Regions from separate parts of the Mus musculus genome. Here all the other regions are linked to region 1. A link is a contact called in public HiCAR-type, HiChIP or PLAC-seq and promoter capture Hi-C data. All regions are on one chromosome and are shown on one strand. Each heading gives the region's core, a stretch centred on a gene start, on an enhancer-like site or on the middle of the called end of the contact. The rest is flanking DNA. Distances are from core to core; before and after follow the strand shown. Region 1 holds the start of Prps1 (phosphoribosyl pyrophosphate synthetase 1). Region 2 holds the start of Atg4a (autophagy related 4A, cysteine peptidase). Region 3 holds the start of Rbm41 (RNA binding motif protein 41). Region 4 holds the start of Nup62cl (nucleoporin 62 C-terminal like). Region 5 holds the start of Tex13b (testis expressed 13B). Region 6 overlaps Mid2 (midline 2).

Region 1 (4,779 bases), core at 1,480-3,979:
TGTAGAGGAAACTGGCCTCCAACTCAGAGATCTGCCTGACTCTGCCTCCCACATGCTGGGATTGTTACTTAATGGTGTACAAAGACCTCCTTTGGAGACTCGGGGTGCTAAAGATGTAGCTCAAGCTCCTGAGAGCCAGACAGCCAACAGAGTGGAGTCAAGTTCAAGCAATAAGGTCTGAGAATCAGAAGCTTTTTTAAAAAAAGATGTATTTATTTTATGTATGTGAGTACACTGTAGCTGTCTTCAGACACACCAGAAGAGGGAGTCAGATCTCATTACAGATGGTTGCGAGCCACCATGTAGTTGCTGGGAATTGAACTCGGGACCTTCGGAAGAGCAGTCAGTGCTCTTAACCACTGATCTATCTCTCTAGCCCTGGTGCCTTTTCTTTTGTGAGACAGGGTCTCATGTAACTCAAACTGGTGTCAAATTTGCTAGGAAGCCAAGAACTTGAGATTCCCCCTGCCTCAGGGATTAAATGCATGCACCACACCTAATTTATTTGGCTCTGCTCTTTTTCTTCCTTTCCTCTTTTGCAGCTTTCCTCCTTTTCTCCCTTCTGATACAGGTTCTCACTACTATATATAGCTGAGGCTGGCCTAGACCTCATAATCCTCTTGCCTGCAGGATTAGAGATATGGGCCACCATGCTTTGTTTGAAACTACACTGCTTTTAGTAACAGGAAGACCAGCGTAGCTTCTTGATGCTCATCTCGCCTGATCTCTCAACACACCCTCCCTTCCCCACTCCCCCTCTATGCATTCATCCACCATGCCTGCCCTTTGCCAAGCCTCTTCTTTGGTTTTGGTTTTACCTTATTGTGTAATTTCTCTTCAGGATACCAGCCTGGGTCTCATGGGACCCATTCCCTGCAAGATCCTTTCTAGATCCTCAACTTGATTTTGTTTCTTTACCTCCAAGTGCTGGGATTATGGGGCCACACCACCATACCAAGCTATTAAGCTTCTTTTGTATTTTGTGCCTTCTAAGGGTAGAGGATTGCGCATTGTTCACTCTTTATATCACCATGCTCCAGAGGGCCTGATATATAGGCAATCAGAGCACTTATTCTGAATTATGTTAAACCTACAGAACCCACCATAAGAGTATACTTCACAAACCTTCTTTTTTTAAAAAAAAAATTACTGTTTTCTAATTTTATGTGCATTGGTGTTTTGCCCTGACATATGTCTGTGTCAGACTGTGGGATCCTCTGGAACTGGCATGCACACAGTTGTGAGCTGTCATGGGAGTACCAGGTCCTCTGAAAAAGCAGCTAGTGCCCTTAACCACTAAGTCATCTCTCCAGCCCCACTTTTTCTAAGATTCATTTTTTAAAATTATTTTTCACAATGTTTCATATTAATACAGATGCCCTTGGAGGGCAGAGACATCACAGGCAGTTATGAGCCACTTGGATGTGGGTGCTGAGAACCAAATGTGGGTCATCTGCAAAAGCAATACTTGTTCTGAACCGCTGAGCCATCTCTTCAGTCCCCAAAGTGGTTTGGGTTAGCTCCTTGCCGGACAATTTTAAGAGCAACAATACAGAGAGAGCAGGGGGCTCTCTATGTAGCTCTAGCTGTTCTGGAACTCACTAGACAAGACTGGCTTCGAACTCATAGAGATAAGCCCAATTCATAAGTGCTGATAATTCCAATGTGCCCAGCTGTCAAAGCCTGGCTGGGCAGTGATGCTGCATGCCTTTAATCCTAGAGACAGGATTTCTCTGTATCTCCTTGGCTGTCCTGGATCTCACTTTGCCTCCAGAGTGCTGAAATTAAAGGTGTGAGCCACCACGCCTGGCTCAGAGTCACATTGTGTGTACGAGGCTAGCTTGGGACTCATGATCCCCCCTGACTAAGTCTCCTTAGTGTTAAGATGATAAGCATGTACCACCATACCTGGTAGTCATGATTTTGGTTTTGTTGATTGTTGCTGCTTTGAGACAAGATCTCACTATATATCTCTGGTGGCCCTGAACTCCCTTTGTACATCAGTCTGGCTTAGAACTGACATAGATCTGCCTGCCTGCCTCCTCCAGAATACTAGGATTAAAGGTGTATGCCACCTTGGTACTGATTTTTTTTTTATTCTAAAATTGTGTGACTCTTCCTTTACATCTAATTCATGGCTGTCTGGAATACTGTTAAAACAGAGTCTGCACTAGTTTGCACAAGTTTGCACTGGTCCAGTTAGCGTGTGTAAAAGGCTAGGTTAGCCAGATTACCTTGTAATTGTGGCAGACTTAAACACTATGCTGATTCTTTCAGGGTTCTTCATGGATAATACTTTACTTTTTCTTCTTCCAATCTTTAGCTAATCATAATTTTATCACCCAGATATTTGGGGAAAGCCACACTCCTTCTCTAATTGAGCAAACTAGAATCCAGTGATAAGGACAAAACATTAACTTTCTCTCGCATTGTCCCAGGGTGACTCACCTTCAGTCACTTTCCCCTAGGGCTTGCCTTCCAGGTAGAAAGTACACTTGGTATTTAGAGTTGGTAAACAAGCCCTTTGCCTGCGATGCGCCTGCGTTGTGGCTATCTTTGTGATGTAAAAAGTGCTTTAATTTAACCCGTTTCACGCCTCTGAACAAATTACCAGAGAGTGGTTGGGCGGCAACATTACCGGAAGACTCCGCCCCTCACACCCGTCCAACCAATCAGAAAAGGCTGGGTGGAGAACTTCCTTTGTAATCCCGCCCCCTGGGCAATTTAATGCCGCGCGCTGGGCGGGAATGTAAGATGGCGGAGTAGCAACGCGGTACTGTTGGTGTTCAGACTGCCTGCTGACTTCCGTTCCCGTGTTGGCAGCGGCGGCGGCGGCGACCACTGAGCACGTTGAGGTAGTTACCCAAGATGCCGAATATCAAAATCTTCAGCGGGAGCTCCCACCAGGACTTATCCCAGAAAATCGCTGACCGCCTGGGCCTTGAGCTAGGCAAGGTGGTGACTAAGAAATTCAGCAACCAGGAGACCTGGTAAGGACGCAATTGGTACCTTGAGTGTACCTGACCTGCCCAGGCCATGGCAACTCGGGGGATGGAGCGGCCGTGGGATTTCCTGGCAGCAGAGGATGGGCAGAAAGGGGCAGCAGAGGTTAGCTTGCCTCGCGGGTTGTTCCGTTATTTTACCTCCCGAGAGGGTCGCGTTCATCCTCGCTGCGCGCGGTTAGGTGGAGCCAAGATGGAGATGGGAGCTGAGGCCGCTACGTTTGGGGGTTGGGGATGGAGGATCTAATGTCGGGGGGTAATGGCCTCCTGGAATGTCTGGAGGTGTACGGGCGCTTAGCTTTGGGCATGGGGACACGTGGCTTGTCGCTTCACTGTGGAGCCAGTAGATTGGATTCGGTTCACTTTCCGCGCGTCGACTGGTGTACATCAGAGAACCTATGGCGTTCTGAGCCCCATCGTGGTCTTTTTCCTAGATTTGAAAAGCTTTTTGGTTGGAAATGGTAGCGTTCTGGTTTGGTCTTGGGAAACATTGTGTTCTGAGGGCGCGAAAACGTTACCACGTTCCCTTAGACTGGCACGGTGTCGGCTTTTCCTATCCTGTCTGTCGAGGAATCAAACCACCCTTAAGTTAAATTCAGTAGATGGGGTAAAGTGGTTGCTTTGAGCTCAACATCCTTGATCTTCGACATCTCAGCTTAAGTCATCCCAAAAAAATAGGGAAACCTTAGTTGTAGAATTCGAATTTTTGACGGTTTCCAATTCCGCTACTGGCAGACATAATAATACAAGCACTCCGCCCCTCCTCCATTGTAGCCACTTCTTAGTGTTAAATGCGTGAGGATTTAGGGAACGACTTACACGTGAGTGTTCAGTGACAAAATAATAACGCAGTGGAAGAGCTAGCTCAAACAGCAAAGGGAAATTTGAATGTCGTCTTTTTGGTGCTCTGCTATAAAACTCGTGGCCCAGCACTGGTGTGCTGTCGCATGCCACTAGGCAAGAGCAGGAGAAGCAAGTTTGAAGCAAGCCTAGTCTGCATAGTTAACTCTAGACTAGTCAGGACTATGTAGTGAGACGGTCTCCGAAAAATTGCTAACAGAACTGTCTTAGCCCCAGTCATCATCCACATGCACTATTGGACCGTGCTTCTTTTAGTGCCCCCTTCCAGCTATATACAGGATCCTCTAGAGCACTGTATTGTTTTCCTGTAGTAGATGAAATCAAGAACACTAACAATAATGCTTTTTTGTTCACTTATTTTAATTTTGGTTTTAGGGTTGTTTGTTTGTTTTGGGGGGTAGTCTACAGGACTCAAACATTTATCCTCTTGCTTTTCTCACTGCCTGCTTAGTACTGGGCTTGCAGACTTGCGCCATCACTACCTCCACAGTCTACAATCTTTCAGTCAGCTGTTAGGGGTCAGTTTTTTTTAAACCAATGATCAATTAAATTACATAAGATTTATTCTTTCTGATTATTTCTAAACGTCTTGTAGTCTTTCCTTTAAATTGTTTCTGTGTGTGTTAGTTAAAGTTCATCTGTAATAATGGCTGCTTCCAGGACTAGCATGCTGTTAATTGTGATGCAAATGGCAGTGCAAACACTGAAAGCATCTGTAACCAGGCAATACCTTAGTCAAAAGAGGTGTGCAAGCTGCTGTTTTTATCTCTGACCGTTATTACTCCTGGGCCTCAAAGAAAGCAGAGCAGCCCCAGACTTTGAGAACAGCCTAGCTAGGGGATAAGAATATTTTTTTAATTTAATGTGGGGTTTTGTGGCCACTTTGGTTAAATCTTCTATGTTTTTTTTTTGGGGG
Region 2 (4,779 bases), core at 844-3,343, 500 kb after region 1:
AGGAGATGCTGTTGGTACCCAGGAAAGGAGCCACAAGTGTCCACAGCCTTCCCTGTCAGTGTCCCCAGTCAGCCGTTCAACTTTATGAAAATTTCAAATACACATAAAATAGAGGAGATATGACAGCGATCACATGCCCTATTCCTTAGCCTTAACAACCAAAATCTTGCCATATTTACTTCTAGATTTTATTACTTGAATTTTCTTTTCAAACGTTTTATTTCCCTTTGAACTGTGTGCATGTGGATGGGTATGTGCGTGTGACCACATGGGCGTGGGGAGGCCAGATGCAATGAATCCCCCTGCAGCTGGAGTTACAGGAAGTTGGGAAAAAAGGAAGGTATGTGTTCCTAACCACTGGGCCACCTCTGCAGTCCTGCCGAGGTTTCTTTAAAACAGAATCCTAAAGGCCATGACTGTTCACCTCTAATTATTTCAGCACCTAAAAAATAAAATCACTTTTGTAAAACAAACAAGCACAAGATCATTATTGGACCTTTTAAAGTGACATTCCTTAACTCTTTGTCATGGTGGTAATGCAAACCTTCCAGAACTTGGGAGGCTGGACAGGAGGATCTTCATTGGAAGGACAGCCTGGATTACATAGGGAGATCATATCTTAAATAACAACAAAAAATTTACATAAAGTAAAAAAAATTATCCCACTTAAAACCAATAGTCTCCTATAAGCCCATTTCCAGGTGGTTTACATCTGGATGCAAATAAAGTCTATAAATTAATTGCATTTGGTTGTTGTATTTAACTTCTTAATCCTGATTAGCAGTCTCTTTTATGTCACTGACTCCTTATTTTTAGTGGATTAAGTCTTAATACACGTTATTAAATTTAAACCACATCACCAGACCATCACAAAAGCAAACGCGGTGAACATAGGGGAATTCTACTGTTGAGTAATAAAGGAAAATTCCAGGACAAAAAAAAGCAGTCTCTCCGATTTCTCTTCTAAAAGAGACAACATGGAAGTTCTGAAGTATGATGTACTGTCTTACTAATGTTTAACACTTGCCTCTCAACACAGAAGGCAACCTATGATTTGGAAAGTCACAATAAAAACCTGAGACTTAGTTGATCTGAACAGAAATACTTCCCAATGTCCATTCTCTTTTGTTTGCCACAGTTCACTCGCCCCACATGGAACCCCATTCTTTCTTCACAGTGTAAATCACCTCCCCTTCTATACAAAGCCCTTCCCAACTATTCCTATCATGTCTTCTCCTTCTATGTTCTGAAATGATGTAAACTTCTTTCTGGGGGATTTAAAATATGTAATAAGACATGTACCGTTATTTCATTTATGCCTGTTTTTTTCCGACTTGACTGAAATTCCCAGCTCCTCTCAAACTTCCTGACATACACACAAAGGGCATTTGGTTACTCGTGGGCCACTGACTGGGATTACAACTAAAGAAAAATCCACCTAACAAGCTTTTTTCACAGATCTCCATCGCGCTGTCTCTTAACTCTGGAAATTTCTGAGAAAAGCGGTGGGTGTTCTAGAAATATATGAAATTCAGCAAGCTTAGCTTCCCCTCCCCACCCTGTCCCAAAGTCTCTGAGGGGTTACAGTTGGACCAGGAGTCGTGTTTTAACCCAAGGCTACTAGAGGGAGGAGTGGGCGGGAGGAGCGCAGAAGTGGCCTCACACCAAGTTAGGACCCGGAAGCCATGTAGGGCTTCGTTGACACCCGCTGCTAGGCGACAAGCCCTCGGGCTGGTTTACCTGATCAGTTCTAGTAGCCAGAGATTTATCAGCCAAAATGCGCTCCTTCAACTCATCCAGCTTCCCACTGTAGGCCAGGTTACAGATCATTATGTTAGACACACACCCCTCCATTTCGCCTTCCCAAGACCTCCGTGAAACTCAAGCCCCGCCCACTCGCATTTCCTGTTCCGGCGACCAATCAAAGTACTAGAAATTCTCCAATCACTGATCTTTGTTTTCCTTGTAGCCCCGCCCATAGCCTGGAGCTTCTGGGAGTTGCAGTTTGAAAGCAGATCCAGGCCTGGAGGCGTCTTTGGAAGTCACTCAGTTCCGGGTCCTAGCAAAGTGGAACTACAAGTCCCAGAATCCTTAGAGAAAGCCGTAGTCAAGTTGCCGGTGGAATTGGCCCAGGATGACAGCTGGAGAATGGAGTCAGGTAATGGGAGCGGCTTCTGGTAGTACTGTGTGAAAAAGCTAGGGTGGGTGGTCTTTGGTGGGCCAGTAAGTTGGCCACATGAAATGAAAACTGTAGCAGCGCAAGAGAGTTCTGGGATCCTACAGATCTTGTCCCTCGGGGCCCTCACTTGCAGTGGCAGGCGGAAGGGACAGAGTTGGAGCAGAGTACTACCTCTGAGCTTGAACCATTGACTGTAGCTACCCTCCCCCTCCCTACCACTGTTTAAGGAGTGGAAAGAAGCACAGGCTAGTTACTCTGGCATTTCTCCGGAGTGGCATCAGAGTAAGGCTCTGCTACAACACAGGTTATACATTACACCATACAGAGGTGATGTGCCAGAATGATGCTAAAGACAGGGTGTGATGCCATAGGAGCCACTAGATACCTAAGAGACCTCAGTGAGTAACAGCGGTCACCTTAGGGATATCAGGGTATATGATGTTGTCACTTTAATAACATGGTAATGGCAATTACCATCGAGACTTTGCTAGATTGCTAAGCTAACAATGTGGATTTTTTTTTAAAGGTGAATTTCCAAATAGTGCTGCAGCAGAAGAGATGCAAGGCTTATCTTTTATAGAAAATATCAAAAAAGACATTAGAAAAATGTTAAAGATATATTTTTTAAAGTGACTGATGAAGTTTGTCTCCTTTGTTATGGTATAGAACAGGGCTTAGCAAACTTTTTATATAACGCCAGATCATAGTTATTTTAAGCTTTGCAGGACAGATGATAAAACCAACTCGAGAACACAAGTTATGACAAATGTTAATTGATGAAATTCGGGATATAATAATAGTGGAGTATGTGTTTATATAATGCTTTTAGCTTTTTAAAATTTTGTGTGAGTGTGTTTTCTGCCTGCATGTGTGTCTGTACACCGTGTGAATGTTGGATCCTCTGAGATCTGAGTTAGACAGTGTGAGTTGCCATGTGTGTACTGAGAATTGAACTCAGGTCTTCTGGAAGAGCAACCAGTGCTCTTAAACCCTGAGCCATCTTTCCAGACCCCAGTGAAATTTATTTTTAACACAGAAATACTAAGAGAACGGAATTCTTTGAGGGAAGTACTGTTTGCTTAGCTGATGTTTAAAGTTGCTATTTTCTATCATTAAAATTTATTCCAAATGTTCTTTTTAATCTTTAGAAAACTCTTTGAAAATATGTTTTCATGCAGTAAGTTATGTCCAAATATTGATAATCCAGGAACATATTCTTTTAAATACTAATTATTTTATTGCATCTTATTGATTGTGTGTGACCTGATTCAGCTTCTAAGAGTGTTGGTTTCTCTCCTCTCCTCTCCTCTCCTTTCCTCTTCTCTCTTCTCCCTCCCTCCCTCCCTCCCTCCTTCCCTCCCTCCGTGTGTGTGTGTGTGTGTGTGTGTGTGTGTGTGTGTGTACACTTACATACATGATGCCTGGCATGAGTGTGGAAGTCAGAGAACACTATTGGGAGTTGATTCTCTCCTTCAAGCATGTTGGGCCTGGGGATTTACCACAGGACATTGGGCTTACTTATGGAACCATCTGGAAAGCCATAAATTCTGATTTTGATTTAAATCAATGTAATAATTTTTCCATAAAGGTTTTAGATTTATAGAAAAATTGCAAAGTCCAGTGCAGTGACTCACACCTTTAACCCTAGTTCTTGGGAAGCAGAGGCAGCAGATCTTTGAGTTTGAGGCCAGCCTGGTCTACACAGCAAGTTCTAGGAGAGCCAGGGGTACATCTAGCAAGCCCCTGTTTCAAAACAAATGTTCCAAAGATAGTACAGAATTCCCACATATTTTCTACCCAGTTTCACATTTTCTCCCTATGTTAACAATTTGATTGTGATAACTTACATACCATAAAATTCAACTGGGGCTAGGGATGCCCAGTAGTAGAGCATTTGCCTCACATGCACAAGGCCTTACGTTCAATCCTCAGCACCAAAACAAAACTAAGTTAAGCTAAACTAAACTTAACTAAATAAAATACACCTGTTTAGATATGTAATTGGTTATTAGTAAATTTTCAGGTTTATGTGACTATCACAACAAATCAGTTATAGAATGTTTTGACCTTCAAGTAAGACCTCATGCCCATTTACTGTTAATCTTTATCTCCTGCCCAGGCAGCCGCTAATATATTCCTTGTCTATATAAAATTGCCTATTCTGAACATTATACTTAATTGAAATAATGTAATATGTGGTCTTTTGAGTCTGGTTTCTTTCACTCACCCTAATAGTTTTGAGACTTAACCATAGTCTTGTGCATGTAAGTACTTACTTTTGTTGCCTAATAATATTACACTTTATGGTAATACATTTTTGGTTATCTGCTCACCAACTGATAGAAATTTAGTATTTTTTCTAGTTGTTGGCTATTATGACTAATGCTGCTTATAACATTGATGTAAACATCTTTATGTGAACATTTGTTTTCTTCTTTTGTTGTAGTTACCTGAAAGTGGAATTCCTGGGTAATAGGATAATTTATGTTTAATAGTTTAAGAAATTACAAAACTTTTTTCCAAAGCAGAAGAAGCAGTCTTGTGTATGAGGCTTCTCATTGCAACCCATCCTCCTGCACATTTGTTAGCGACTGTGCTTT
Region 3 (4,779 bases), core at 1,037-3,536, 460 kb before region 1:
AGCAACTAGTTAGGAAACTATTGAGGTATGTGGCAATGAAGGTGCAGACTAGGGTAGAACTAGCAGAAATACAAAGGAAGGATTCAGTGGGAAAAGCCTTTAGGTGAATGATGTTAAAAAAGTAAAACAGACAGGCACATAAATGCAAACACTCAATTTCGAGCTGTTGGCACAGCTTCACAGAATGTGGGTATGAAGGAAGGAAAATGGTTCCAGCTGGGATACATGGAAGGTCAGTGTCACTACAACCTACACTGAGGTGAGCAGCCCTTCCAACTCTGAAATCCTCCCATGAAGTGCACTTCCAAGGCACTGGTCTGAAGCAACAACAAACGTTGACTGGCTACAGTTCTTACCGGGAGGACAGTCTGAGGCTCAACACAGAGGAAGCTGAAGCCATGTGAGGTCATAAGATCTGAAGCCACTAGAGAAGAAATTCTGAAGAAGGGCAGAAAGTATGAAGAGCGTCTTGTGGGGTAGACAACTGGATCAGGGCTGTGAGCCAACCTCAAGTGATTAAGAACTCTTACTCACGTCCCAAGAAATAACACAACCATGTAACCATATGAGAACAGGGTAGAGACACATGAACAAACACAAAGATGAGTTAAATCCATGAGAAAACTAAATATCGAATTTCTTACCAAACAGACCTTGTCTACTGGGGTTTATAATAAGTACAAAAAAATCCCTGTAATTATAAGATTCCTAGAAAGAGCTGGACCCATATTGAAATATTCTAAAATAACTCTAGAACTAAGTTTTTAAAAACCTTTTAAGTCTATCTTTATTTACAATCCCAAAAGTTACTGCTAAATTTAATCTGTTAAACATGAATAAGCATATCAACACACATGGCTCTATTGAGAAATACTGTGGGTTTTTAAAAAAAGCTTATCACAGAAAAAGACAATATACTCTCATTTATATAAGGTTAAAGCACAGATGATACTAGGAATATTTTGTTCAGGGATTAAACTCTTATGTGGAAAATGAACTAAAAAACAAAAAACAAAACAGGAACAAACAGCTGGGCTGTGGTGGCTCACACCTTTAATCCCAGGACCTAGGAGGCAGAGGCAAGCGGATTTCTGAGTTCGAGGCCAGTCTGGTCTACAGAATGAGTTCCAGGACAGCCAGGGCTACACAGAGAAACCTTGTCTTAAAAAAACCCAAGAAAACAAAACAAAAACAAACAAACAAAAGGCAAAGGAATAATTGTAATTGGTGCAAACTCCTAGATAAAAGGGGAAGAAGCAATCTGAGAGCCAAGGGGGCTTCTAAGGCACTTATGTGAATCATGTCCTACCTCTTAACCTGTATAGCAAACAGCTCTTTATAATCACCCAAGCAATACACTAGATTCACTTTCCATGTATGAGGAATCTCATCACAGAATAATTAAAATAATTCAAGCAGAGGAAACATGAAAACAAGACAACAAATGAAACAAACAACAACAAAAACCTTTTAAAAACAATTCAGGAGAAAGCATTCCTAAACAGGTTCTTTGTGCCACTGTTCCAGTGCGAAGATTCAATGGCAGTGTGAAGCCAAAACTAAGTGGCTCCTTTTTCTTAAGGTTTCCTGTCCTGTCAATAACTGGGAAGCTCCGGCCTCAGGGAGGTCCGCACCAGGCTCAAAGGGCCATTTACTGCAGAATCAGGAGGGGAAACTGCCCTAAGTTTCCTTTCTTCTTCCAAAGCACCCGAAGCCAGATCTGCGCTCAATTTGGAGATGCAAACTATCACCCTGTAACTTGAAGATCTCAAAGCACTACCCGGTGTGGCGGGCCCATTATGTCTTTAAAATCTAGACAAAGTAAAGTGCCCACCCTCTGACCCTCTGGCCGGTGAGACCTAGCAGGACCAGCGGGCGGGCCAGGGAGTGGCTGGCGTGAGCATCCGGAGAGTCAGGAATGTGAGAGGCCAGGCAGCTCCAGACGCTTCTGCCCTGAGGGAAACATTCCAGTGGAAACCCGCCTGGCTACGGCCCTTCCAGAACTTCACCCCCGCAGACTGGTCCAGCCTGCCGGCCTTCCCTCCTCCTTTCTCCTTTGTCTTCCCGCTGGAGAAAAACCGCCCCTCAAGAACGTGACACATCCCAAACAAAAGGGAAAAAAAAAAAAAAGACACAAAAGTTTCATAGTAAAAGATAAAAGTTGCCTTCAGCAACCCGGATATGACCTTACCTCTTCATGTTTCCGCAGGCCCCTATCACTAACTTGGGTAAATAGGAAGGAGACCTCAACTCCCAGCAATCTGTGCGGCAGACTCAAAGGTGATGAAGGTTGGAGCGTGGAACTCTGGGAAGTGTAGTAATGTGATGATGGAAAGAGAAAGCGGGTATTGGGTGATGGGTTTATTGGAAATTAAGAATTTTTGGCCCAGGTTAAAGATAACATCCAAAATATAAAGCTCATAAGCCTAGGATTCACCTTTGGCTTCTTGGATTTTTCTCTAAGTATCAATAAATCCTATATTGTTCCTAATCACCGTCTTCATTCTTGTCAGCAAGGCTTCTCTTTTAAGGATTTATCTGACCTGCCTGCTGTTTCCCCTCAAGCCTCTGGTCTAACCACATTGTATGCACTAATGCTTCTCTCTTAGTTGTAACAGATCCTTCTGGGTTCCCTTAGTTTAAAGTCAGAAGCAGTACGTACCCAGACTTTTGAATATTTTATAAAAATATATCGAAGCCAGAGTCAGATATGGTACTGAACCGGAGTTCAGTTCCCATACAGCAGTTCACAATTGTCGATAACTCCAGTTCTGAGCATCTGACTTGTTTTTGGGACACCAAGCACACACGTACATGCAGGCAAAAAACTCCGATGCAGAGCATAGCTTATTTTTAAAAAGCTTCGTATAGAAAAGTGTTTAAAAGCATTAGTTCCCGGGTTTAGGGATGTAGCTGAATCTGTAACGTGCTGGCTTGACATGCATGCACAAAGCCCCCTGTGGGATCCTCAACACCACACAAACTGGGAGTGGAATACTTGTTCGGGAAGTTCAAAGGCAGGCTGGACTACACGAGACCCAATTTCAACAATAGCAACAGCATGAATAACAAAAACAATAAAAGTATGTGTTCTTAATGGCCCAAAATGGAAAAGCAAGTATCTCTAAAGTTATGAAAATGTATTAATTTATAAGATGGAAATTTCAAGCTACAAAGCTCATTTAATTACATAGCTCAAAGCAAGCCAGGTCTACATATTCTCAAAAAAAAAAAAAAAAAGAAAGAAAGAAAAAAACTAAAAACAAAACCAAAACAAAACAAAAATATAAAACAAAGAAGGACTACTACCATGCCTCCAAACTATAAAAGGTAAGTAGAAAATTCTGAGACTCTGCACATTTATGAGGAAACAAGAGAAATATGATTTCTAAATGTATTGTAGGATCTTGAAATAGACAGAGGACACACGGTAAAAACTAAGTACATATAAATAAAGTATAGTTTTTATTTAATAAGTTTCATTGTACATGACAAATATACTGTTGTGTTAGACATGAACTCTAAGAAAAACAGTAGAGTACATATGGAACACTAGAGTATGAAGCTCTAATGTAAATCTAGAACTATGTTAAAATAAAACATGATTTTTGAGATCTGTGGATTGTATCCAGGCTATTCTGTACTTTTTTTTAGTTAATATCCACTTCTTAGTGAGTACATACCATGCACGTCCTTTTGGGTCTGGGTTACCTCACTCAGGATGATATTTTCTAGTTCCATCCATTTGCCTGCAAAACTCAGGATGTCCTTGTTCTTAATAGCTGAATAGCACTCCATTGTGTAAATGTATCACATTTTCTGTATCTATTCTTCAGTTGAGGGACATCTGGGTGGCTTCCAGCTTCTGACTATCGCAAATAAGGTCATAAGGTCACTATGAACATAGTGGAACACATGCTGCAGGGCCCAAGTGAGGATGCCTTAATTCCACTTGGGATGGAGAAGAAAACAATCACAGGAGGGGGAAGGGAGGGAAGGACTTGGGTGGTAAAGGGGACAAAGGGAACATGATCAGGTATTGGGTGAGGGAAAAGGACTGAAGCCCTGAGGGCCAGCAGAAGGAATGGAAACAGGCAACTTTGGGAGGCAGGAGGTGGGGGGGGGGAACCTCCAGAATGTACCAAAGACCTGGAAGGTGAGAGATTCTCAGGACTCAAAGGGAGGGACCTTAGATGAAATGCCTGACAGTAGGGAGAGGGAACTTATAGAGCCCATCTCCAGCAGGAAGACAGGGCATCAAGTGAAGGATGGAGTTGCTATCCCACAGTCACATCTCTGACCCATAAATGTTCCTGTCTGAAAGAACTACAGGGATGGAAATGGAGAGGAGCCTGAGGAAAAGAAAGTCCAGCAACAGACCCAAAGTGGGATCCAGCTCAAGGGGAGGTCCCAAGGCCTGACACTATTACTGAGGCTATGGAGTTCTCACAAAAAGGGACCTATCCTGACTGCCCTCTGAAAGACCCAACAAGCAGCTGAAAGAGTCAGATGCAGGTATTTACACCCAACCAACTGACAGAAGCAGCTGACCCCTGTGGTTGAATTAGGGAAAGGCTGAAAGAAGCTGAGGAGGAGGGTGACCCTGTAGGAGGACCAGCAGTCTCAATTAACCTGGACCCCCGAGATCTCTCAGACACAGGACCACCAAACAGTCAGCATACACCAGCTGATTGGAGGCCCCCAACACACATACAGTAGAGGTCTGCAGGGTCTGGGTTCAGTCAGAGAAGATGAACCTAACCCTCAAGAGATTGGGGG
Region 4 (4,779 bases), core at 1,234-3,733, 390 kb before region 1:
AAGGCAGACAAACGTCTGAAACCCAGTGGTGTAAGGCCAGTGTTTTTCACAATGCAATATGATTTATTAATATATCATGGTCTCTATCTTTAAAATATAAAGTGTTAGATTGTACTTGCACATAATAATGATTTTTACAAATATGTCAATTATATTGTCTATCTGTGAACTACAGACACAATATAAAGGTGTTTTTTTTTTTTTTTTTTAAAGAAAGCGGCTTGCTACTTATTCCAGGCTGGCCTTGAACTTGTGATCCTCCTGCTTCAGTCTAGTGCTCTCAGCAGTACAGATATAATCCCTTATACCCAGTTCTTAAAATGTATTTCCTTCTATGACTCAGTGTCAAAAGACTTCCAAAACGGTGGCTGAATATTACAGATATGGAATTAATGGAGAAAGGGGCACAACAAAGACCAAACAAGGAAACCAACTGGAATACCAAAATATATATAACACTCTGTAAAAGCATCTAGAGACTTAACAAAATGGAAGGTATTTAATCTGTGATCACCCACAGTAATAAAGGGAATTATGGCATTGCTTATTTGGCTAAAAATCAATAATTTAAGTACCCTACTCCCATATTTTTGTTTATCTTGCATAATAGCAAGCAGAATAATAAATTACTAAAACTTCATTATCACTTCCCCTTTGCCATATGCCGTGAAGTTGTGAAAAGCACAGTACCCGAGACAAGGGCAGTAGTTCAGGACCTTCGTAATCGAATTCCACTCCCTGGGTAACAAAAAAATATTATTAAAACCATCCTATGTCTCCTAGCTTACACCTGGTATCAGATAGCCAAGTTAATTTTACACCATTTTTTTCCCTACCTTTCTCCTTTGCAAATCAAGCAATTCGTGGGAAACTCCTCTAACATGAAGATACTTCCCTATCAGCGACTAAGGGTACGCACACCTAGACTTCCCTACTCTGGAGCAGGAGAAATCTGGGCACTCTGCCCAAAGACTTTCCTGGGACTTAGGAAGCACGGTGGCCTCCTCCGCAGGAGCATCTTACCGGCTGATCCCTCTGCTTTCCCCGGGGCTCCGGGACAGACGGACAGGCTTTTTCCCGGACTCTGGGACGGACCTGCTCTCCGCCCCATCCCCCACCCCGGGCCTTCCGGACGGACCCTTTTCCCCCACCTCCGGGTTCCCGTATGGACCCGCTTTCGCCTTGGCCTCCCAGACGGACCCGCTCTCCCCTCGGGCTCCGAGACGGACCCGCTTTCCCCCCGGACTCCGGGACTGATCCAGGATCTGCTCTCCCCAGGCTCCTGGACGAACCCGCTTCCCACCCCGGGCTCCGGGTCGGACCCCGGACCCGTTTTCCGCCCGGGGTCCCGGACGGACCCGCTTTCCCCCCGGGCTCCGGATCGGACCCCGGACCTACTCTCCCCGGGCTCCCGGACCGACCCGGTTTTCCCCCAGGCTCCCGGACGGACCCCAGACCCGCTTTCCGCTGGGGTCCCGGACGGACCCGCTTTCTCCCCGGGCTCCGGGACGGACCCCGGAACTGCTTTCCTCCGGGGGCCCGGACGGACCCGCTTTCCCCGCCGGGCTCCGGAACGAACCCTGGACCGGCTCTCCCCGAGGTCCCGGACGGAGCCGCTTTCCCCCGCGGGCTCCTGGATAGACCCACTCTCTCCCCCGGGGCTACCAGACGGACCCCGGACCCGCTCTCCTATGGGCTCCGGGACGGACTACGGACCCGCTCTCTCCCGGGCTCCCGGACGGACCCGCTCTCCCCCGGGCTCCCGGACGGACCCGCTCTCCCCCGGGCTCCCGGACGGACCCGCTCTCCCCCGGGCTCCCGGACGGACCCGCTCTCCCCCGGGCTCCCGGACGGACCCGCTCTCCCCCGGGCTCCCGGACGGACCCGCTCTCCCCCGGGCTCCCGGACGGACCCGCTCTCCCCCGGGCTCCCGGACGGACCCGCTCTCCCCCGGGCTCCCGGACGGACCCGCTCTCCCCCGGGCTCCCGGACGGACCCGCTTTCCCCCACCCCCCACCCTGGGCTCCGAGACGGCCACGCTTTCTCCCCGGCCTCCCGGACGGACCTGCTCTTCCCCACGGCCTCCCGGAACGACCCGCTTTTTCCCCCAGCCTCCCGGAGGGACAGGCTTTCCCCCATACGGAATAAAAAGCGCAATCCCACCGCAAGCGCCCAGGGCTCCGCGACCTCCAAGGTACAGGCTCCGGTGGAACCAGTGCCTAGCAGGGACAGAGTCGGCACAACACGTGTTTCTGTCACGGGAGGGGGCGTGAAGAGTCGGAGCATCGCCGAGACCAAAGCTTTCCCATCCCCGCCCGTGAGTCCTACCCTTCCGCGTCCACTGCTCCGCTCCGGACCCGCTGAAGGTACTGAGTTCTCAGACCCGGAATTGGCGACCTGGTAAGGGTGGGGGGCGGCGCGGGAAAGCTCGCCGCGAAAAGCCTGCGGGACAAACGTTAAAGTCCTGCTCTTACCTCCGTGGCTGAACTCGCTCGCTGTCCCGTCTACAAAGTGAGGGCGGAGGCGGGGCGAGAGGCAGGTCCAAGAGAAGGGGGCGGACCCGGACTCGGGCGGAGAAGCAGCAAACTCCCAGGCGCCAGCAGCAACAGATCCTGCAGCCTAACCCGAGTCGACCTACTTAGCTGGAAAAGGGCGGCCGTGGAGGCCAAGCATGGGATTCCCCGGGATTGGTTGCTGCTGGTATTGTTTTAAAGGAGACGCTTCTATGATTGGCTAGCAGAGTCAAACGGGTCCTACAGGTGGAAAAAAAGCGGGTTCAACAAAGTTGTTACCCGGGCAACAGAGAGACGCACAGCGAGGGAGCAGCAGTCTATTTTCGTCCCCTAGGCTGTGAGCTGTGCGGAGCACCGACCAAGGTGAGGAAAACTGAAACTTAGGAGTGAAAACAGAGGAGGGTGCTCAATGCTGTGACTGTCAGAGGAACTAGGGAGAATTTAAAAATACTTTAGAGCTCAATGAGATAGCCCCCAAAAGCCCTATGTTGCTCAAAGTGGAGGCAAATGTTCTCAAAGTTCCTCCCACCCCCCTCAACCCCTGAAGCATGATGTTTCTAGAAAACTACAGAAGGGATGGGTGCTGAACCTCAAAATATTTCCCAATTTTCCTTTCTCAAATCTCACACATACTCAATGGGTCCCCAGTGAGACCCCCCCCCATTTTCATTAAAAAATTAATTTTTAGGTACGTCTGGTGTTCAAAGTTGAAAGACTCATTGTACCTTCCATTTTATGTGAAAAGCAGTATTATTTCAGGGCCAGCAGGTCTTGGATGGGAAATAGAGGAAGAGAGCACTCTGTAAAGTCTTTCAGACATGAAAAAATTAAAATAAAATTGCCCTCACCTCTCACTATGGAACAGTATATCCGTGGGAGGGGATTTCAGTAGCCTGAAAGTTCTGAGGTCATTGGTCATATCCTTAAGAGTGAAGACCAATGGTCACACTCATATTTACTGTACCTTAAAAATATTATTACTCAACCAAAGACTGATTAGGGGAGTATTTTGTCATTTGACTTTAACTTTGAAAACATACACAACTGGGATAAAAACCAAATCTGAGGGATGGGAAAGCACCGAGTTCGAGCTGAGAGATAAGGATTGTTAATCTTAAGAATTTTCCTGTCATAATAGGGATTCAGAACAGACTACAGAAGTAAACAAAACTGGCTTTTTTTTTAACCTTAGTCGTATACTTCAAGAACTGAAAGAAAAATTACCAGTTGACTCTTTTTTTATATAGGAGTGGAATACAAAACTAAGAAAAAAGTACTGCCAACTGTATTAAGTTTACCTGAAATGTGCTATATAGTACCCCATCCCATTTACAATTTAGGCTCCCCTAAACATAAGATCCTTCTGCCACAGCCCTCCCAAGTGCTAGGATTGCAGGCATACTACACAGCTTTTGATGACTCAGGACGAGTCCTATCAAAATAAAGTTTTGCATCTCAGAGTAAAAATTTAGTTTCTAGCTCATGTGAGACCAGCTCCTAGGGAGACTGACATGTGAGGTTCCTTTGAACCCAGGAGTTCAAGATCAGCCTGGCCGAGTTAGGAAGATCAAGTCTCAAAAACCAAAGCAAAGCAACACATCTTTAAAAGGATGGGAGAGACTCTGTGTTTTAAAATAAAGAAACTAGATAAAGTGCAGATGTAGGAATTATTAAACCAAGCAAGGCTTAGGATTTTTTTGTTTATTTGTTTGTTTTGAGACAGGGTTTCTCTGTATAGTCCTGGCTGTCCTGGAACTCACTTTGTAGACCAGGCTGGCATCGAACTCAGAAATCCACCTGCCTCTGCCTCCCCAGTGCTGGGATTAAAGGCATGTACCACCACGCCCAGCTGGCTCAGCCATTAAAGGCTAGGATCACAACCAAAAAAAAAAAAAAAAAAAAAGGCTCAGGTTTTTATCTTTAGGTCACATGCTGTCACTGGGCTCTATTCCTAAGCCCTCTTTTTCATTTTTTTTTTCATTTTTCATTTTGAGACAAGGGCTCACTAAGTTTCCCAGGCTGACCTTGACCTCTGTAGCCCAGACTTACCTGAATTGCATCAGCCTTCTGAGTAGCTGTACTTTATGTCTTGACTTGTATTTGTATATAAGATTCCAGGTACTGAAAAAAGAAATAAAACAATTTCCATTAACTACATTTTAACTTTGTGACAGAAACCTTGTTAAGCTCCCATGTTTATGAATATTTTTATGGTAGTAAATGTTAAAAATATAAAAAAAGAAACTATTCTTGAATACTTTAAAGC
Region 5 (4,779 bases), core at 821-3,320, 360 kb after region 1:
TCCCACAAAGCCCCCTCCCCTTTTCCCACTTCTGAAAACCGACTTCCTCCCCTTTGAGCGATTTCTGCTCTGTATCACATTAAAAAAAAAAACTCACTGAGGTTTTGGCTGCCAGCCTCGCCTCCCACAGCGGAAGCAAGAATCCCTCCTTGAAAAATTCATAGATTTACACCAAGGGCAATCCCAACCCGCCGGTGTGCAAAATGATGCTTTTCTCTGCAGCGGGGGTCTACTCTCACGACTGTCTTTAGGGGGATCTTGGAGGTACACTGTTGGGCCCTCAGTTTCGGACATATTCATATCAGTGGCCATGAAGTAGGGAGGCATCTGAGGTTCTGTGACTGTGCTTAGTGGTGGGGATGGAGTGGATGTGACAGGGAAGGGGCTTTCATATGAGTATGTAAATGAGACAGGGAGTTGGATTGTAACAGGTTGTGGGGAGCCTTCCGACCCGCACCCGGACCCCAATGGCTTGGAGTCAGGACATGTGGGTGTTCCCATAGATTTGCCTTCCCCCTCCTCCTGCCCCTCTAAGCCCCGGGGATAAGTTTTCCACTGCATAGCTCCAAGATGCTCCGGGGTGCTTTCTTCCATCGCCCACGTGGATGCCCTAGTGGCAGCCACGGCTTGAACCCCTTCCATCTCCTCTGGTTTACACTCTGCGCTTTGACTAGCTGTCACCTCTTCTTTCTCTCCTGCATTTTGTATCTCTGGCCCTGTCTGTGCTCCTCCAGCAGCGGCAGCAGCTGAAGCTGCAGCGGCGGCTGCAGTGGCAGCGGCGGCAGCAGCAGCAGCAGCTACAGCAGGAGGAACAACAGCTGCAGGGACACTAGTCATGATTGGCATCTGTGCAACTGGAACAGCCCTCAGCTCCTGGGGAGAAGTGAGCAGAATTGAAACACATTCCTGGAATGGATGTAGGGGTGGACTGGGGTATGGGTGTTGGGGTGGACTGGGGTATGAATGTTGGGGTGGACTGGGGTATGGGTATGGGTGTGGGCGTGGACTGGGGTATGGGTGTAGGCGTGGACTGGGCTATGGGTGTTGGGGTGGACTGGGGTATGGGTGTTGGGGTGGACTGGGCTATGGGTGTTGGGGTGGACTGGGGTATGGGTGTGGGCGTGGACTGGGGTATGGGTGTTGGGGTGGACTGGGGTATGGGTGTGGGCATGGACTGGGATATGGGTGTTGGGGTGGACTGGGGTATGGGTGTTGGGGCGGACTGGGCTACGGATGTAGGGGTGGAAATAAGACTGGGTTAGGAGGTAATCTTACTGCGTGTAGTAGCTTCAGTCTCATCAGGTCTCGCTCTCTCTGCACCTCTGCGAGTTTAGTGTGGGCCAAAAGAAGCTGGTAGGCCGCCTCCTTGCGTTCTATCTCGTGCTGGTCGGTGAGCTTCTTCAGGTCCAATGCCAGGGCATGCGCCGCTGACCTGTGCAGGCTGGCGAAGTCGTGCAGCCACTGCACTCTGCGCCCCTGCAACTGGCCCTGCCTGAAAGCGAAGCGAACCCCCAGGGCCAGGCTGCTCCAGGCACAGGCTTCCTGAACATCCCGAGGCACCTCGGTACCGTCCAGGAGGACATTGAGCTTTTCCTCCACCTCCTCCCAGGACAGGGTCAGGTTCTCGAGGTAGAACTCCGGGCCTCTGGAGTGCTTGGCCATTTGTTCGTTGATGAACATTAACACCCTGGCATGGCGGAACCCGGTGGTGACATCCTCGCAATTCATGATGGCTGAGTGCTCTAGGGGCTTGGCTGGCCCTGGCAAGAACAAAAGCTGCCGTAGGTCCTCGTTAGCCCCCGGAGGGAACTTCAGCCTCCCATCAGTTCTTTAGCTCGCCCTTCCCCTGTCACCTGCCTGCCACTTTGTTCCTCGGGAGACTTTCCATCTCCCCGGGACCTGTCCCTCCCACGATTCCCCCAGCCCCCCCCAAAAAAAACCCCAAAAAACCAAACCAGGCCTCACCTCTCTGAAGGCTAGCGACCAAAGAAAGCATAAGCCGAACATACCTGTGAGATGAGCAGTCCTGAAACCAAAGGGCGACAGAAGTGACAGGAACACAAGACCGCACTGCCTCTCACCCAAGAAGACAGAAGACGACTGCAGCCGTGGAAAAAAAAAACGCGCGAAGGCCAAGTCTCATCGGAAGTCTCAAAGTCTCGCGAGGTTTACTCTTGGACTGTTCCAACTTCCAGGACTGGCAAGGGGGGCGGGGGGCGTGAGAGGATGTCAGGTGTAGGGAGCGACATCTAATTACCAGAAAAAAAAGCAAACAAAAAATGAGAAACAACTATTTGTTGAAACCCATTGAAGACAGAAAGAAAAAAGAAACTATAAAAAAAATCTGTAACCATCTAAAAGCAAGTTTCCAAAGACATACCCCCAAGTATAGTGGTTTGTCCCAGCGGGTACCCGGTTTGTATGGCCGGAATGTTCCAGAGCTCAAACTCCAGCCACACAGGATTTTCTGGCAGTACCCAAGGAAGAGGGCATAGTCTCAGGGTAAGCCCTTCTACCATAGTCCACCATAGTAATCTGTGGACATTTCTTTACCCCGAACAAAGCACCTTCCACCTTCACATGCCCACCACAGTCAGTGTCGCAAGCACCCTCTCCATCTGGCAGTTCCGTAAACGGGTCCCTTTCCTGTCTTCCATTCACTACCAAAGCTCTCCAAGATCGGGCAGGAAGCAATGCTACCTGGACCTCGGACGGACTTCTGTGTCTGTTAAAATACTCAGTGAGGAGGCTGGCGAGAGGGCTCCACAGTTAGGAACACTGGCCATTCTCGCGTTCAAGCAGAGGTGCTGAGATCAAGTCCTGACTCCTCCAGTGGCTTACAACTATCTAACGGTATAGTTAGATAGTTGTAAGCCACCGGAGTCCTGTGGGATCCAGTGGCCTCTTCTGGTATAGAGACGTTTACGCAGACACAATACCCATAAACATAGATAGGTAGAAAGATAGACAGACAGACAGATTGATCAGAGAAATGAGGAAGGGGAGTGTAAATGCCATGCATTTGTTATTTTGGGAAGGTGGGCTGAAAATGGTGGTCAGGGGAGAGTGAATTAAAAGTTCTCTGTCTGGTTTCATTTGTTATAAAGAAAATAGATATGCATGCATTATTAAAAACCTCTAACTTTCGCCAGGCACAGTGGCGCACGCCATTAATTCCAACACTCGGGAGGCAGAGGCAGGTGGGTCTCTGAGTTCGAGGTTAGTCTGGTCTGCAGAGTGAGCTCCAACATAGCTGGGTCTATGCCGAGGAACAGAGGAACATTCTCTCTCTCTCTCTCTCTCTCTCTCTCTCTCTCTCTCTCTTTTCCTTAGTCAATTTCCGGTTTTATTTAAGAAGCATAGACTGGGTAATTCACAGTGAATACAACTTTACTCATCCAACGTCTCCGGAATCTGATGAGGATTTTTTTTTCAAATTCACTTTACCTCCTGGTCACTGCCTTCCCTCCAGATCTTCCCCTCCCACAATCCCTTCCTCCTTCCGCATGTCCTCCTTCCTCTTGTCCCCTGGGTATCTGCTCCATCCCCCCACCCCCCATCAAGTCTCTGTGAGGCTAGGCATTTCTTCTCCTGCTGAGGCCAGACAAGGCAACCGAGCTAGAAGAACATATCCCACGGCCAGGAAACTGCTTTTGAAATAGCCAGCCCCAGCCCTAGTTGTTCCTGACCCACATGAAGACCGAGCTGCACATCTGTTACATTGGGGTGGAGGGGCTAGGTCCAACTGGTTGGTCTTCCTGTGCAGTGAGGAACCCTGTCTTAACAGCAATAAAACAAAGAAAAATCTGGACTATCGTATGATATTTTAGTAGTAATTTTCTTTGAGCAATAGGAATATCAGGTGGTGTGGAGTGTGTGTGTGTTTGTGTGTGTGTGTGTGTGTGAGAGAGAGAGAGAGAGAGAGAGAGAGAGAGAGAGAGAGACAGAGTGGCTGGGTGTCTTACTATGTAGCCTTGGCTGGCCTAAAATTCTCTATATAGACCAGGGTGGCCTTAAATTCACAGAGATCATTCTGCCTCTGCCTCTGCCTCTGCCTCTGAAATGCTAGGTTAAATGTGTGCAGTACCAAGCCTGGCTAGAACATTTTCTCTCTGTCTCTTTCTTTCTCTCTCTCTTTCTCTCTCTCACTCTCTTTCTTTCTTTCTTTCTTTCATTTCTTTCTTTCTTTCTTTCTTTCTTTCTTTCTTTTTTGGTTTTTCGAGACAGGGTTTCTCTGTATAGCCCTGGCTGTCCTGGAACTCACTTTGTAGACCAGGCTGGTCTCGAACCCAGAAATCCACCTGCCTCTGCCTCGTGAGTGCTAGGATCACTGCCCAGCTTAGAGCATTTTCTAAAAGAGATTTTTGTTGTTATAAAAATGTTTAGAGGCTGGAGCTGTGGCTCAGCGGGCAGCAGCAGCTGCCACACAGGAGGACCAGAGTTTTGAATTTACAGAACTTACGAAAGCCAGATATGGTGAGTGACATCTGTAATCTCTGCTCTTGAGGGTAGAAGGAAGGCAGAGACAGGTGACTCAGAAGTCTGGCTTTGTCGACAGCAAAGCAAGGGATGCTGTCTCAAGATGTGCATGAGGAGGGCTATGGGAGATTACCTTCTAACCTACAGACAGCCATGGCAAGCCCATGCCCACAGTCACACACACACACACATTATTTTAAGTTGATGTGAAGATGTATTCTATTTTCCCAAATAGAAGAAAAGAGAATTTTCCTGATAATATCAGATAATTGTAAATATTCTTTTAAAAATTATTATCAA
Region 6 (4,779 bases), core at 1,624-4,123, 280 kb after region 1:
TCAAAATAGGAAAAGTATTTAGATATTGGATAGAATTTTTTCTCTAAGCCAAGAAATATGAGTAAAACATTATGACAACTATGTGAAAAATATCTACACATTCATGTTTAATGTAAAATCTCTCTGCACATTCACATATTTAAAATCAGAAAACTGAAAACCTTTTAAGACAGAAATATGTTATTGCACTGTAATCTTAATATCATTGTGCCTTTGGAAGAGGCTCTTCTTTCCTTGAGATACATGAATCTTCTTGCCTTCTTTTTGAAAGAACCACAGGAGGACAGGTTGATGGAGTACAGGGATTTGCACAGTGGGAAAAACATGTCCCCATCTCATCTGTCCTTCTGCCCAGCCTTCCATTAACCATCATGACCTACCAGAGGCCTGGAGAGCTTCCTATCTGTGGTGCTTCAATGCCTTTGCATCATTAATATCATCATCTCTACTCTTCTTCTAGGAGTGGATCTTATCGAGGGAGGTATGGAAGAAGTGCATGTTTAGCTGTCAGTCCGATCCTTTTAGAGCCAGCAGGGGACAAAAGCAATAATCATTGTGTAACACTTTGGACTTTCTTGGCAGGTGAATACTGCTATGCATGAGGCAAAACTTATGGAAGAATGTGACGAGTTGGTAGAGATCATCCAGCAGAGGAAACAAATGATTGCTGTCAAAATCAAAGAGACAAAGGTAAACCACAGTGCTTCAGTGAAGCCAAGGTGCAGTGACTTTTCACAAAAGTCAGAGTTCATTCCTGATGATTGCAGTTTGGAGTTGAAAAATAAAATCAAAAGGAAATAAGGTCATAGGGAGAGATACCAAGAAGTAATGTTTGGACTTTCCTAAGAGTCTGAAAAAAAATGGTGGCAGCTCTGGGTGATGCAAACATTCTATACCTCGACCTGGATGCTGGTTATGTACGTGTGTGTGTGTGTGTGTGTGTGTGTGTGTGTGTGTGTGTGTGTGATCATTTACTTAGTATGTGGATGATTTACTTTAGCATGCTTTAGGTTTTTTGTGTCCATTGGTGTTTTGCCTGGATGTATGTCTGTGCACCATGTGCATACAGTGTTCTTGGAAACCAGAAGAGGCTGTTGGATCCCTTGAGGCTGGAGTTATAGTCAGTTGTGAGCTGGTATGTGGGTGTTCTTGAAAAGAAATCGTTACTCTTAACAACTGAACTCTGTCTCTAGCTTCTTCTCTCCTATATTTTAAGGTAATGAAAACAAAGAAATGATGGTAGAAACATGAATCTGGTTTTCAGAAGAAATATGACCAACTTACAAAAAGTGTTGTGAAACTATTATGATTCTGTAAAAGGATGCATTCTGATATAGTAGAGGTATGCATGGTAGATCAGAACATGATGACATTGAAGCCAGGAAAGCTTGGAGACCTACAGCGATTTCTGGTATGAGTTATGGAAGATGTAAGCCTGACTAATGATAGAACATGGAAAGGAAAAGCATAATAACTGATAGAGAGAAAATGATCTTATCCAACTTATTAGCTACAATAGATGAAATAGAGCCAAGTCAAAGAACTGCAGATTTCTCTCTCTCTCTCTCTCTCTCTCTCTCTCTCTCTCTCTCTCTCTCTCTCTCTCTCTCTCTCTTTCTCTCTCTCTCTCTCTCTCTCATTTGTTTGCTTGTTTGTTTGTTTGTTTTTTGAATCAGGGTTTCTCTGTGTAATAGCCCTGGCTGTCCTGGAACTCGATTTGTAGACCAGGCTGGACTCAAACTCACAGAGACCTGCCTCTGCCTCTAGAGTGCTGAGATTAAAGGCGTGCATTATCACCCAGCTGAATGGCAGATTTCTAAGCAGGGAGCTAAAGAGTAAGAGTCAAAGGCATCAGGTGAGGCCATGCAGCTTCTAGATGTGTCTAGGCTGCTGGTAAATGATAATGATTATAAGGCCATGGTAAATGTGTAAAGTTATAGGGCTCACTTAATGATCAGTACTTTGTGTCATACTGGATGGTTGGAAGTAACAATGAGCTGAAGTTTCCAAAATTACATCGTGGTAGGTATATAGGCACTTAGAGAAATATATACATGTAAATATAGCTACTCATAAATAAAAATGAGGTACTTTTGTTAAATATATGTAAAAATACATTGCCAATAAAATGTAAACAATAATGATCTCCAGGTGGTAGAATTGCTTTTTACATTTGTGTTTAAATTTTTCTATAATTAACATGCATTGCTTTTACAATCAAAACAATGTTATTGAATCTGTAGATAACAGGGTAGATGGCTGAATGCAATGTAAGTGAACAGGTTATACTTTGGACAAGAGACTTAGCAGGCAGGGTGAGAAGGTGAACAGTTGTTTCGGGGCTCATGGGATATTAATTACCGTTATTTTTAGAATCACTACGGCAGATCTCCTTCATGTTGTTTTATTGTTTTTAATTAAGCGCAGTATGTTTTATGTCATCTTTTCTCCTACCAATTCTCTTAAGGTTATGAAACTGAGAAAGTTGGCACAGCAGGTTGCTAATTGCCGCCAGTGTCTTGAGCGGTCAACAGTCCTCATCAACCAAGCTGAGCATATCCTAAAGGAAAATGACCAAGCACGGTTTCTGCAGTCTGCAAAAAACATTGCCGAGAGGTATGTGTGCTCCTGATGTTCTTTTGAAATGCCTGCTCTTGTGCAAAGGGGCTGGCATAAAGTCACTTAATTCTCTTCAGGCATTGTGTAGTAGCTGCCACCTGAAGATTTTTACCAGCTAGGTAATTATTGAGCCTTAGTGACAAATCACCCTGCAGATTTCTGGACCCCTTTCTCTGTCTTTGCTGCCTGCCAGCTCTTTTAATGCATAGCCAAACATAGGGCTACCTCCTGCCGTTAGCTTCCTGCTAGGTCTTGAGCAATCTGTGATAGTTGTGGTGTGTGGGAAGACAAACTCCGGGCTACACTGATAGGATGTGCCTTTCCTAAGCCTATGCATGGTTTTACTTTTTTGAAATCAATTTCGCCCCCACTATCTTGCCTCCAATTCCTCTCCTATCCCCCATGCTAATTTTTTCTCCATACTTCACGCGACCGACCTCCCTCCCTCTCTCTCTCTCTTTCTCTCTCTCTCTCTCTCTCTCTTTCTTTCTTTCTTTCTACCAAACCCATTGAGTTCATTTATTGTTGTCTGTATGTGTGTGGATGTATGTACAGTTTTTGTTGTTTGCCTTTAGCTTTTTCTTGCATAAATTCCTTAGAGAAGTAATTCTTTGGCTTTTGCTTAATCTCTTTGTCCTTTGAAAGTTAATGTCATGAACCTTGTATCAGAGAACTCATGAATCATTAATAATCAACCTATTGGCCCAGAGTCTATGCTCTAAAGTAAATCATTACCCAATTAGTCACCAATTATTCAAGGGGCTACAGTAACCCATTAGTCCAGATATGGTCTTCTTTACATATTCCCCTCTCATTCATTGAAGACTTGTTTTTAAGCTCATGATCTTCCCATTGGTACTGCCATCATTTTGAGTGAGTTCACTTGGACAGCTAACCTATGTAATATGCTTACCTAGCCATTCACCTTCTCTGACATCTTCTCCAGAGACTTCCAACTCAGGTCACTCACTTCCTAGGCAATCATCATCATTGTCATCGTCATCATCATCATCATCACTTAAAATCACAGCCATAAGTTAAAGCATCACGTTTTCTAAACACAGCCTCTTTTTAAATTCAAATACATCTTTTCTTTATTAAGTTGTATTATTTCCTATTTTTACTAGTGACCTATTTCTACTTTGTTCTAAGTTTATTTGGGCTTTATGACTTATTACTCCAGCTATTATATTTTCCTAATCCCCTTTCCCATTGCCCTTTTACTAATCACCCTGACAAAATCCTATACCTGAGTCAGCCCAACCATCTCTACTCTTTTTCATGCCTATATTTCACTTTCAAAACTATGGTAAAGAAAATTTGCACAACCAAGGATGAATCACAGTACTTAGTGCAAAGTACTGACTAGAGTAAGTTGGTTGGGTTGGTTCTATAACTAAGACATTGTGAATAGTGCTGTAATAAACATTAATGTATAAGAATGTCTATGATATGGTGACTTGGAGTGTTTTAGTTGGGTCATACCAATTTTTACTTCTTGAGTAACTTCCATGTTGATTTCCATAGTAATTTACTAGTTTACATTCCCACTATCAGTATATAAGGGTTTTCTCTTATCCACATCCTGGCCAGAATTTATTATTTCTTTTTAAGTGGATACTATTCTGACTTGGATAAGATGGAATCACAGTGTAGTTTTTATTTGTACTTTTTGATCGCTAGTGAAGTTGAACATTTTTCATGATTATTGCTGCTTGCATTTCATCTTTCTATTTTTGGGATTAATGGTTTGTATACATGTATGTATTATGAAGGTGAACATGTGTTTTCCTACTCATAATTGTATGTGTGTGCATGTGGCAAGAAGGGGACAACCTTAGGTGTCATTCCTGAGTCTCCATCCACTTGGTGGTTTTGAGACATGGTCTCTCACTGGCCTGGAATTCACCACGTAGGTTAGGGTATCTGGGTACTGTGCCTCAGGGATCTACCAGTCTGCCTTTCCAGCACTCGAATATTAAGTGTGTGCTACCATACCTAGATGGCTTTTTTTAAAATTTGGGCTCTGAAGATATTCTAGATATTAACCCTCTGACAGATAAAAAGTGAGCAAAGGGTTTTATCCTAGTCTGTCTATCTCTTCACTCATTTAACTATTTCCTTTGCTATACAAGTTCCTTTTAATTCCATGAGATCCCA

The links. Promoter capture Hi-C pulls out the DNA fragments that hold promoters and counts their contacts. HiCAR-type assays count read pairs that join an accessible place to other places. HiChIP or PLAC-seq counts read pairs in DNA pulled down with a chosen protein or histone mark.
Region 2: a promoter capture Hi-C map of pre-B cells shows a contact between it and region 1. The contact joins the promoter of Atg4a here to the promoter of Prps1 in region 1. A contact is called at or near these places in 12 of 39 promoter capture datasets (the 3T3-L1 cell line, 3T3-L1-derived adipocytes, the C10 cell line and 7 more), 6 of 484 Hi-C or Micro-C datasets (CD4 T cells, CD8 T cells, pre-B cells and 1 more), 5 of 115 datasets of contacts at active chromatin or transcription factors (the 230-238 cell line, astrocytes, cardiomyocytes and 2 more) and 2 of 9 other capture datasets (adipose tissue and liver).
Region 3: a contact with region 1 is called in a HiCAR-type map of astrocytes, with 4 times the contacts expected there. The contact joins the promoter of Rbm41 here to the promoter of Prps1 in region 1. A contact is called at or near these places in 11 of 39 promoter capture datasets (the 3T3-L1 cell line, the C10 cell line, the HPC-7 cell line and 7 more), 3 of 484 Hi-C or Micro-C datasets (the N1E-115 cell line, cortical neurons and uterus) and 7 of 115 datasets of contacts at active chromatin or transcription factors (astrocytes, embryonic forebrain, fibro-adipogenic progenitors and 4 more).
Region 4: a contact with region 1 is called in a HiCAR-type map of astrocytes, with 2.8 times the contacts expected there. The contact joins the promoter of Nup62cl here to the promoter of Prps1 in region 1. A contact is called at or near these places in 1 of 39 promoter capture datasets (hippocampal neurons), 2 of 484 Hi-C or Micro-C datasets (embryonic stem cells and uterus), 1 of 115 datasets of contacts at active chromatin or transcription factors (astrocytes) and 1 of 9 other capture datasets (adipose tissue).
Region 5: an H3K27ac HiChIP or PLAC-seq map of extraembryonic endoderm stem cells shows a contact between it and region 1, with 10 times the contacts expected there. The contact joins the promoter of Tex13b here to the promoter of Prps1 in region 1. A contact is called at or near these places in 7 of 39 promoter capture datasets (the 3T3-L1 cell line, cranial neural crest, embryonic stem cells and 4 more) and 1 of 115 datasets of contacts at active chromatin or transcription factors (extraembryonic endoderm stem cells).
Region 6: a contact with region 1 is called in a promoter capture Hi-C map of liver, with 2.8 times the contacts expected there. The contact joins the enhancer-like site here to the promoter of Prps1 in region 1. A contact is called at or near these places in 10 of 39 promoter capture datasets (the C10 cell line, the HPC-7 cell line, HPC-7-derived erythroid cells and 5 more) and 3 of 9 other capture datasets (adipose tissue, liver and pancreatic islet).

What each region holds. Positions count from the first base shown.
Region 1 is chrX:140,453,874-140,458,652 of GRCm38.p6, forward strand. It overlaps Prps1 (phosphoribosyl pyrophosphate synthetase 1), which reads left to right and starts at 2,730. Exons shown (of 7, transcript NM_021463.4): 1 at 2,730-2,990. The coding sequence starts at 2,869.
Region 2 is chrX:140,954,814-140,959,592 of GRCm38.p6, forward strand. It overlaps Atg4a (autophagy related 4A, cysteine peptidase), which reads left to right and starts at 2,094. Exons shown (of 13, transcript NM_174875.5): 1 at 2,094-2,158. The coding sequence starts at 2,149. It overlaps Psmd10 (proteasome (prosome, macropain) 26S subunit, non-ATPase, 10), which reads right to left and starts at 1,898. Exons shown (of 5, transcript NM_016883.4): 1 at 1,741-1,898. The coding sequence starts at 1,854.
Region 3 is chrX:139,996,309-140,001,087 of GRCm38.p6, forward strand. Rbm41 (RNA binding motif protein 41) reads right to left here and starts at 2,287. Exons shown (of 7, transcript NM_153586.2): 1 at 2,192-2,287. The coding sequence starts at 2,199.
Region 4 is chrX:140,060,085-140,064,863 of GRCm38.p6, forward strand. Nup62cl (nucleoporin 62 C-terminal like) reads right to left here and starts at 2,484. Exons shown (of 9, transcript NM_001081668.1): 1 at 2,329-2,484. It overlaps Dnaaf6b (dynein axonemal assembly factor 6B), which reads left to right and starts at 2,795. Exons shown (of 7, transcript NM_177921.3): 1 at 2,795-2,876.
Region 5 is chrX:140,811,363-140,816,141 of GRCm38.p6, forward strand. It overlaps Tex13b (testis expressed 13B), which reads right to left and starts at 2,071. Exons shown (of 4, transcript NM_031381.2): 1 at 2,010-2,071; 2 at 1,276-1,760. The coding sequence starts at 1,728.
Region 6 is chrX:140,735,853-140,740,631 of GRCm38.p6, forward strand. It overlaps Mid2 (midline 2), which reads left to right. Exons shown (of 10, transcript NM_001358366.1): 4 at 583-690; 5 at 2,468-2,616. Among named protein-coding and RNA genes, the nearest start is that of Eif2c5, 38 kb to the right of the region's middle. Within about 2 kb of position 2,874, at least 4 of the 459 cell types and tissues checked have an H3K27ac peak or open chromatin away from gene starts, as enhancers often do. A contact at or near this core is called in liver, where this site is marked.